Regions from separate parts of the Mus musculus genome. Here all the other regions are linked to region 3. The links are chromatin contacts, called in public Hi-C maps. All regions are on one chromosome and are shown on one strand. The core of a region is the stretch at or near the end of the contact, and the rest is flanking DNA. Distances in the headings are between cores, read along the strand shown.

Region 1 (3,297 bases), core at 772-3,271, 160 kb before region 3:
GATAGCTGCTTTCTGCTAGGAGTTGGCTCCCAACAGATGTGGAGCAATTGTGGAAAGCTACTTCCATGAGAGGCAGGGAGGAAAAAAATGTAGGGAGGCAGAGAGGCAGGGAACCAGGGAGGCAGGGAGGCAGGGAGGCAGGGAGGCAGGGAGGCAAGGAGGCAGGGAGGCAGGGAGGCAGGGAGCCAGGGAGCCAGGGAGCCAGGGAGCCAGGGAGCCAGGGAGCCAGGGAGCCAGGGAGCCAGGGAACCAGGGACCCAGGGACCCAGGAGGCCAGGGAGTCAGGGAGCCAGGGAGCCAGGGAGCCAGGGAGGAATATTGATTTACAAGGAGAAATAGTAGGTACTATGCGTGGATGAAAGCTATCTATTTGATTTCTAAACCTATCATTGACAAATTCCTAGGAATTGTTTTTTGACATCATTTTTTTTAAAAGTGTATACGTGTGTTTGCACACACATGTGTGATGAAGCAGCACATGTGTGCTCATGTCAGGGGTCTTCTTTAAGTGCTCTCTGCATACCTTTTGTTGGTGGCTCACTTACTGGCCTGAAGTTTGCCAAATATGCTAGTTTGGCTGAGCAGTGAGCCCCAGGGATCCCTCTGTGCCCGTTTTCCCGAGCGCTGGTTTTCCCACAGAGTGTAGCACCGTACAGATGTTTTTCCATCTTCACAAAACAAAGCATGAGTTCTGGGACAGGAACTCATTTCCTCAGCAGAACTCCCAGTCCTTGATGTTAGCTTTTCGATTGTTTTCTAGATCACATGTTGAGCTCAGCCCACTAATGTGTCAGTCAAGAGAATAAAAGTAACTGTGTCACTTACTGGTCCATGAGTGTCACTTACTGGTTCAGTAGGCCAATGAGTTACCTATGCAGAAATGGAGCCCATACCTTAGTCCTGTGTCAGAACGTCAAGCTGAGCACTGACTGCTGCAATTACCATCTTACATGGAGTGACGATGACCTGGCTGTACTAGTTTCTTCTAGAGAAGACGCTTCACACACTGTGCTTAGAAAAGAAAGGGGTGAGATCTTGGCTTGCCATCCTCCATCTGGAAAATTCCTGTCGCCAGGAGAGTCATCTCTGAACAGTGGAAAGTTTATGTAACATGTAGAAACATGAAACAATTGATTGATACCTAGAAAGAGGACTGTCAAGAGCTGGTCTCAGAGACATGTGAAATGGGGTCACCTGTGATTCTGGGTGGGGAGTGATGCTCTCACTACAGTTCATGGGCTAAGTGGGTTCTGCTCTCTCAAGTGGGCATGTGAACCCCTGAGGTCACGTGTGCTTGGGGAGCTGGTAAGTGCTACTTTCCTGGCAAGACTTGTTGTCTTAGCAAAGGGCAAGGATGGCAAAGCAACCTTAATGGATTGCACATTTCTGGGTTGAGTTGGAAGTTCTTGATCCCTTTCCTACCCTTGGGCCAGGAGCACACCCAGAAGCTGTTTGGGCAGGCTATACTGTCACTGATACGATTTCAAGTGAGAGAACACTGAGGGGAGCGGCAACACCCTAACCCTAGCCCTAGCCCTAGCCCTAGCCCTAGCCCTAGCCCTAGCCCTAGCCCTAGCCCTCACCCTAGCCCTCGCCCTAGCCTTAACCCTAACCCAGAGTGTGTCGCTTACCCAAGAGCAAGGCAGTCACAGATGATGCTGTGGGAGATAGAATCCAAATCTAAGCCCCTCTGAGAAAGGCTATGGGCATCCTTCTCTCCACTCTTTGTCTTGACCTCTTCCTAGAACCCCTGCTTCTGGAGGAGCACCTACCCAGGATACCGAAGGAAGCATTTTCTTCTTGGATCTCACTCAGCTCCTCACTGGAATAGAAGAAGGTGACAAAAGCATTTAGGTCTCACCTACCCAAAGCAGGATCTTCTAGATTCTGTCAGGTGATGTGGTTAGAAGAGGAAAGTATTGCAAAGCAGGTCTCCAGATGGGACCTTTTTCTTCTAGTCCTGCAATGCCCGAGCATGCGTAGACAGACTCATTGCACAACCTCTCACCAGGACACCTTGTTCCAAAGACATTGTGGCTGGACACAGGAGATTGACAATTGACGTGATCCAAAGGTTGTCACATGACTCTAAACACCGAAACAAAACAGAAATGTAATCTTTCAAGTTCATATAAACCCAGAGGGAATTGAAATACATGGAACTGGGGCTGCCAGTGTCTGTCATGGTTTTACTGTGTGAAACTCCAGCAGCCTTTCTGAGCACAGACCATGCCCCTTGGGTCACATGCAGGGTTCTTACTCCTCCAAATCAGTACCCAGGAGGAGCAGGGAAGGAGAGTCTCCCACAAGAGAAGAAATAGTCACGAGTAAGAGGAATCAGACAGCGTATACAAGATCGAGCTAGTCAAAATCCCAACATGGTTGGGTCCTAAAGCCCAGCACTATTGGAGAAGTGATTGACAGCCAATTGCTGCCAAGAGAGAGAGACAATCCCTCTCCTTTGGGGACATCACTAACTGGACTTGAGGGATTAATACCAATAAAACCAAACAATATGAAAAGGGCATGAAATTAGGAGAGATTTCGGGTGGGACCCTAAGGGGAATTGGAGAGAGAGAATGGGTAGATGAGATCAATATACATCGTGTAAATGTATGGAACTACCAGATGATAGAATATTATTGAAGAGAAGAGAAGTGTAGATTTAACAAGACCATAGCTATTCTGCTTAAGAACAAATATAAAGGACGAGAGGTAGGTAATACAATCAGAAGCCATCAAGCCGGGACTAAACTTTGAGCCTGCAGATGGGGCCATTGCAAGCTTTGCTATTATCATAGGTCACAAATAGGATGAGCATACGCAGCCTTTTCTGTATACATCTGCTCGGGCTATGGACTACATGATATAAGTAGTGGACATTTAGTTCTCAGTTTTAGAGACTGGGAAGTCCAAGATCAAGATACCTGGGAAGGAGAGGCCCTACTATGATGGCATGACATCTTCTATGTGGATCTGTGGATCTGTGGAGGAGGTGGGGGCCAGCTCAGTGCTACCTCAGTATCTCTTGTAAGGACATCATTTTTGTTGTACCAGGGACCTGCTTTATGACCTCATGTAGTGACTCCCATAGAGGGTTTGTTTCTAAACACAATTGCATTGAGAGTTAGGGCTTTGATACAGGAGATTGCAGGTGTTGGGGCATTCGGCCTACAACCCTGTGGTGTGGGAAATAAATTCCTTACTCCGTAACAAATTAAAGAAGGCAACCCCATTTTTAACATGCCACCCTGTAGCGAGGGAAACCAGCAAAGAAGAAAGAAGCACAAAGGGCTG
Region 2 (3,204 bases), core at 453-2,952, 130 kb before region 3:
CCTGGTCTCCTCTGAACACGTGTCACTTTCACTTTGAGAAAGAAAACTGTACATGCCTGCGCCACTCAAGTTAAACTTTGTCAGGAAGCTCCAAGAGCACTCTGTGAGTGTGGGTCTCAAAGTACCCAAGCTGGTAGAAGAACTCGGGCTTTGAGCCAACCAAAATCGTCCACTTGGCTATTTCAAGTCTTTTCCCCTTCTTCAGTACAGTGATGAGTGGCACCCGGATAAAGTTTTTGTTTACCAAAAGTTCCTCCCAGAATAGAAACTGCCCACAATATTTTTCTTGTGGAGGACATTTAGCGGGCCATGGTGTTCAGAGCTGATGCTTTCTGCTGTACAAAGCAGAGCTGGGTGTCACCTCTGGACTCTGCCAGAGGAGGCAAGGACCTTGTTCCTAACCAACCTTGGGACTCTCAGATCTCTGGAATGTTTCAGTACTGCCTGGTCTAAGTGAGTGTTTTGTTTGGTTGATTTTGTAACTTAAAGCTTGGGCAAGCTGTTCAGCTTCTTTTCTCCCTGCTAGCAGAAGCCAGCAAAAAGAAAATTATGACAGGGTCCCATGGGTGAGGATAGAATTTCCAACAAGCTAGTCTTTTAGGAGGGTGACCCATCTAGAGATGACAAATGGTCAGTCCCAAAGGCAGCAGCTGGCCTCACTGTAAATCCAGGTTCAGGGTCCTTTAAAGCATACACCTGTTGCAAGGGAGTCCCTGTCACAAGCCTGCAGCTGTGGGTGCCGTTTGCAGCCCGCTTATGTCAACACGCACCATGGGGCTGGTCAACGGGTGGCGTGAGGATCTGATGATGGATGCATTTTATGACAGCGCCTGTTGCCCGGCAGAAAAACACCCCGTATGATTTAATAGGACCACAGCAAATCCTAACAGCAAAACATTCATCTGGCGAAGGCTGCAGACTCTTACACAGCTCTTGCCAGGTTTCTATGGTGATGATGTTCATTGTAAGCACAGAACAAGCACCGATTCACAGTGTCCAGCAGAGGCTACAGTCTCCTCCACCCTCCTGCTTGCTTGCTGCAGGCAGCCGTGGCTTCCATGCTAAACGTGCACCCTGGAGTAAAATCAAGTCCCCTTGCACTCTCCGTCCCCCCAGAGAGGAGTGGAGCGTGCAGACACAAAGCAAACAGAGATGCTAGCAGGGTGTTGGGATGCACCAAATAAATGGTAACACCAATCTGTTCAGCTGATCACTGTTTTTATTCTTGCCCTCTTTATTAACATGGCTGAGGAAGCATACCACAGCTCATGGGTGGAGATCACAGGACAACCTCTGCTGGTCCTATTAAACCATACAGGGACTTTTTGCCTGAGACACTCTTACTGTCCCCTACTGCACACTCCAAGGCTAGCTGACCCTCACGCTTCTGTGGCTCCTTGTCTTAGCCTCCCATCTCACTGTAAGAATGCTGGGCTTACAGATGTGTCTGCTACTGCATCTGGCCCCTCTGATGCACCTTCAAGTTTAAAAACGTTAGCATTTTTGTGGACGGGGGTGGGGGTGGCTAGGTAAATTTCCAGATGAAGAGTTGTATTGAGGAATTTGTTCTCTGAGGGAATTTCAGAGCCATCTCTATGTACATTGTGATCCAATCTGGGACAATCTTGCAAACAGGGACAGCAAATCCCTGCCAAGATCTGGTGTGTGATCATTCAGGTCTCATCTGCTGCTTGCAAAATCCTGGGAAACTGGCCTGTTTGTCTGGAAGAACCAAGTGCTGTGCCAGCAGCAGACCCTGGCTCACAGCTCTGTTCAATACTGTTTGACATCCCTGCAACGTGATGGGTTCTCAGCTCTGCCACCAGGACTTCCAGTATGCGAGAGCCACTATGGATTCTTCTCTGTCACAGATGTGTCTTGTATAGCTGACAGGTCATCCCCAGCCTCTGAAACATCCCTGTTCTCATCACCATCATGATCTTATTAATAATAATACTAAAAGACCCTCCCCCACATACACACTTTTAAAAAAATGAAGTTCCTCTCTCTCCCTTATGCATCTTTAGCTCATCTAGGAAAAATGAATTTTAAACTGTTTGTAAGTCTATGTGGTTTACTTTGGCAGAGCTGTGGCTCAGAGCAGAACTGGGCAAGTCCCCCTGGGAAGACAATCAGCCAGGCTGCTGAGGGAAACAGGGATCTGCACCAGGCAGGAACATTTCTAGGCAAAGGGACTCTTGGACAGGACAATGTTTGATCTCAGAAGGTCAGCCCTCATACGCACAGGCAGAGGGCAGGCTGACGTCGCTCCCAGGTTTGAGCAAGGCCCTTCCAGGAAGCTGATTTGTTATTTTGGGCAGGGACAACGGAGGTTGATGTGTGTTGGGGGTAAGGTTTCCTACTGTGGGGTTCTGACAGTTCCTGATATTTTCATAAACAAGTCTTCAAATGTTGACCAACAGCAGCATGAAGAGTGGATTTCAACGCCATCGTGTCTGGAGGGATACGGAGTTGGGCAGAAGGCCGTCGCCACGCTGTGGCAATCTCTGCCCTTCTCTTGCATGTAGAATAAAGTGGAAAGACGGAGGGCAGGTCCTGGCTAACGTGTCCCTCCTCAGCTGCTCTCATGTGGCCCACAACCACAAACCAAGGAAGAAATCGCTTGTCAGTGTAAAAAAGAAACTTAAGAGTCATCCTTCATCCCTCGTTCCTTTTACAAAACTCTTTATGTAAAGTGACCAGAGACAATAAATAGGTACAATTCCCAGAACAAGAGAGCCAGGGGACCAGGCAGGGAGGGGACGGTCCACAGTCTCCAAAAGCCAGTTACGTCCTCTTACTTTCCAAAAGCCAAACCAGGCAGAACAAATATCAACTGAAATTGTGAAATAGGAGGAACATAATCACCCCCAGATCTGTAGACACAGTAAACCAGGCTCCCACCAAAGAATGTTTTAAAAACAAGCTTGGAAGGACTGGGACTTACTAAAACAGCTAGGAGATAGTTTGCTTCATCCCTCAAAACAAAACAAAATACCAACAATCACAACAACAACAACAACAACAACAACAATGACAACAACATAACCCTGCAAACCTCAGAAGAGCCCCCAAGATGTTGGCAGTGCAAACATGGCTCCTTATAATGGAGCCAGCAGGGTGAGGGAGTGTTTTCCTTCTCAAAGATTACACAGGAATTAAAGAGTTCCACTTTTGTGTTCTGGGCTTAGGGGCTGGAATTCT
Region 3 (3,190 bases), core at 545-3,044:
TTCACCTGACTCAGCTCCTTGGAGAGGCCTCCGAGGGAACAAGTCATTGAATTGAAGCCTGTGGTCTGCTGAGCTCTTGGAGGCTTTGGGCCAGCTGGCACTCTGCATTGTGGGTGTGGCCTTCACAAAGCCATGTCTTCCTAAGTGCTAGGGCAGGGGCAAACAGCAGCAAGCCCTGCCTTCCTCTTTCCCCAAAAGTAGTCCATAAAGAGATAAGGCAAAGCAAAGGTGGGTGAAGAAGTTCTGGGGCCGAGAAGGGCAGCCCACACAGGAAGGCAGCTCTGCAGGAAGAAAGGAGACTCTAGTAGGTACGGTCATCTCCGTGATGAACTGAGAAACAAGTAATACAAGTTCCTGGCCCTAAACACCAGCAACTCACAGAAGCCTCTGGGACATCTCTGTGTATTTATTATCAATATGAACCTTTTGAACCTTGACAGACTCAAAGTAAGTCTACAAGAGCTATTTTAAAGGACACACTATGTGACCGCAACCCCTCATACAAGGTGTGTCTTCTTAGTCAGGATCCCACGACATCTGGGTCAACGAAGAACATGCCAAGGACCTAGGGAGACGGCTCAGTCAGTAAAGTCCCTACCTCACAAGCGTAAGGCTCTGGGTTTGGTGCTCAGATGCTATGTAGAAAGCAGGGCTTGGTGGTCCATGCCTATAATCCCACCACCAAGAAGGCTGAGACAGATGAGTCCCTGAGGTTCGCTGAACAACCAGATTAGCCTAACAGGGAAGTTCCAGGTCTATCAGAGATCCCTGGGAGACGGAAAGGGAAGCGCTGGCATCTAGTCCTCAAAAGTGGAGGAATGACACCCAAGGTTGACCTCTAGCCTCTGTGTGTACTCATGCATGTGTGTACACACATGCACACAAACACACACACACACACACACACCAGAGAGGCGTTGGCTTCATGGGCATTCAGCAAAGGATTTATGCTTTAAAGGTGCCTCTGTTTCAGATGCCAGTTTGGAACTCAGGGCTCCTCAGGCCACCTGCACTTGTGACAAGCTGACTGCAAGGTCAAGTTCTTACACTGTCCCCAGCCTGGTCATGACACAAAATGCAGGGAGCACCGTGCAACCCTCATAGTCTGTCATGCAGGGCACAACCCAAATGAAGTCTCAGAGTCTCAGAGCGTGTTGCAGGAAATATTAAAGAAAAGAACCTGCCAACTCTCTGGGGCTGGCCCCCACACCAGATGATCACACTCGGTCGCACTTGCATGGTCTCTTGGCCCACCAACTCTCTGGCCCTGCAAGGTCACAGGGCTTCTGCCAGGCCAGTTCTAGGATGGGTGTGTGTGTGTGTGTGTGTGCATGTTCCTCTCGCTTCCATGCATTGCCCCACACACCCCTGGTTAGCCATCTCAATACCTAATTACCCAGTAGATTTAAGACTCTTAAGCTTATAGTTAAACAATTAGATTTATGTACTAATAATATCACATTTTACAAGATACCAATACAATAATTTCAGAGCCAGTTGGTAATGCTAAAACTTGTAACTCAATTATTCTAACCTTTAGATAACACCATGTCAGCCTCCATTCTCATTCTTCTCCCTCCTCCCTCCTGGGACCTCTCTCTCTGTCTCCCCAACTTCTAGCTCCACCTCCCTTTTCCTGTCCAATCACAGGCCTGCCACCGCCCTAATGTGATTGGACAGAGAAAACCCTGCAACAAGAAAGTCTCAAATATGAACCCTCTGGGCCACTGGGATTTGTCACCTTCCTAGGTGACCAACCCAGGAAGCTAACCTAAGTGCCCTATGTCCAATTTCCCCTGGAATCTCACATGAACCCATAGTTAACTGGATCAATGGCTGTGTTGAACACATCTCTACCCACCCCACCCCCTTCTATCCTCTTGCATAATCCCCAAGGGCAGACTGAGAACCTCAATGTTCTAACTTTCAACCACCATGTTGAAAACATTCTGGCATGTCTGTTCCTTTTCTTCTCATCAGAAGCTGACCCTGCCACCGTGTTTGCGAGCCTCCAGAACCACGAGCCAATATCAGCCTTTTCACTTACAAATTACCCAACCTGGAGCATTGTTTTACAGCACCGGAACACTAAGTGACGAATAGGGAATCTACAGTTGTTCAGTTCTGATCACACACACACACACACACACATTCATAGAGACCTAATGGGAACTGAGCTGAAGGTGTAGCTTTGTGCTAGATGAGAATTCTAATCCTTTCAATAACTCATATCGAAACAGAAACTCAGATCAGCCAAACGTCTCTGGCCCTTACTTATCCATCAAATGTACTTAGGAATGTGTCACTTGGAGGTTGGTGGCACAGAGGTTACGACCTTCAGGATGGGTCAGTGACATTCTGCAGGTTCGTTGCTCAGTCTCCTCTGGGCACAACTTTTTTTTCCTGATGCAAACTGGGCACAAGTTTAAGGGAGCATTGACTCAGAAGCCAGTGACAGGCGCCTTTCCCCAGGGACCTGACCCCTTTGGAGCTTCCCATGCTCACCTCGTGCCCCCCAAACCATGATGCAATCATGGGAAACAGAGCCCTTTGCCAGTCACACAAAGGCCCCTGCTGCCAGCACCCGGTCACTGAAGCCACAGGATCTGGTTTTCCAAGAAGAGGCCAGCCAGGCAGCAGGGGCAAACACTGGGAATGGAAACAGGCAGGAGCTTGTCGGTGTTTTCACACAGGAGAGACGAGGCTGCAAGGCTTGGGGTGCCAAGCTAAACAGACACACAGGCAACCTGCTCCTGCACGCCCCCCAACACTTCAGCCCCGCCCAGGGGAGAGAGAAGAGGAACAAAATTTCCATCATTCCCTTAGCCTTGGTTCAACTTGAAGCCTCATCTGCAGAGGCATCTCAGGACAGCACAGCCTCGGGGCAAGGGAGATGTCAGACAGGGCTCCAGTGGAAGAGTGGAGAAGGGAGAAAGCGAGCGTTAATCCGCTAAGAAGCAGGGTAGTCACATCCCCACTCTCCTCTCCTAGGATCATCTTTTCCAAAACTTGGAAACAATGTAATGCAAACCCTGGGGTTGCTACTGCTGCAGAGGTCTGTGTTTGATTTCCACCACTTCCCTAAGGCAACATCAAAGCGCTGACACTGACCTTGCTATTCCCCCCAGGATAGGGTGAGCCACACACACAGTTCAGGCACACAGCCAGAGGCGATTGAAAACAGCATCTT

What was found. Hi-C and Micro-C count contacts between places; a contact is called where the count stands out from the background.
Region 1: a Hi-C map of liver shows a contact between it and region 3, with 2.5 times the contacts expected there. The contact joins two enhancer-like sites. A contact is called at or near these places in 9 of 484 Hi-C or Micro-C datasets (the N1E-115 cell line, bone marrow-derived macrophages, cerebellar granule neurons and 4 more), 4 of 115 datasets of contacts at active chromatin or transcription factors (embryonic stem cells and pancreatic cancer cells) and 1 of 9 other capture datasets (embryonic stem cells).
Region 2: a contact with region 3 is called in a Hi-C map of liver, with 4 times the contacts expected there. The contact joins two enhancer-like sites. A contact is called at or near these places in 2 of 39 promoter capture datasets (both in liver), 12 of 484 Hi-C or Micro-C datasets (the C2C12 cell line, bone marrow-derived macrophages, liver and 2 more) and 8 of 115 datasets of contacts at active chromatin or transcription factors (effector CD8 T cells, hepatocytes, large pre-B cells and 4 more).

The regions. Positions count from the first base shown.
Region 1 is chr13:52,178,890-52,182,186 of GRCm38.p6, reverse strand. No RefSeq gene overlaps it. Among named protein-coding and RNA genes, the nearest start is that of Gm33041, 42 kb to the left of the region's middle. Within about 2 kb of position 2,021, at least 10 of the 459 cell types and tissues checked have an H3K27ac peak or open chromatin away from gene starts, as enhancers often do. A contact at or near this core is called in liver, where this site is marked.
Region 2 is chr13:52,152,804-52,156,007 of GRCm38.p6, reverse strand. No RefSeq gene overlaps it. Among named protein-coding and RNA genes, the nearest start is that of 4921525O09Rik, 58 kb to the right of the region's middle. Within about 2 kb of position 1,702, at least 98 of the 459 cell types and tissues checked have an H3K27ac peak or open chromatin away from gene starts, as enhancers often do. A contact at or near this core is called in hepatocytes and liver, where this site is marked.
Region 3 is chr13:52,021,380-52,024,569 of GRCm38.p6, reverse strand. No RefSeq gene overlaps it. Among named protein-coding and RNA genes, the nearest start is that of Gm40948, 61 kb to the left of the region's middle. Within about 2 kb of position 1,794, at least 16 of the 459 cell types and tissues checked have an H3K27ac peak or open chromatin away from gene starts, as enhancers often do. A contact at or near this core is called in hepatocytes and liver, where this site is marked.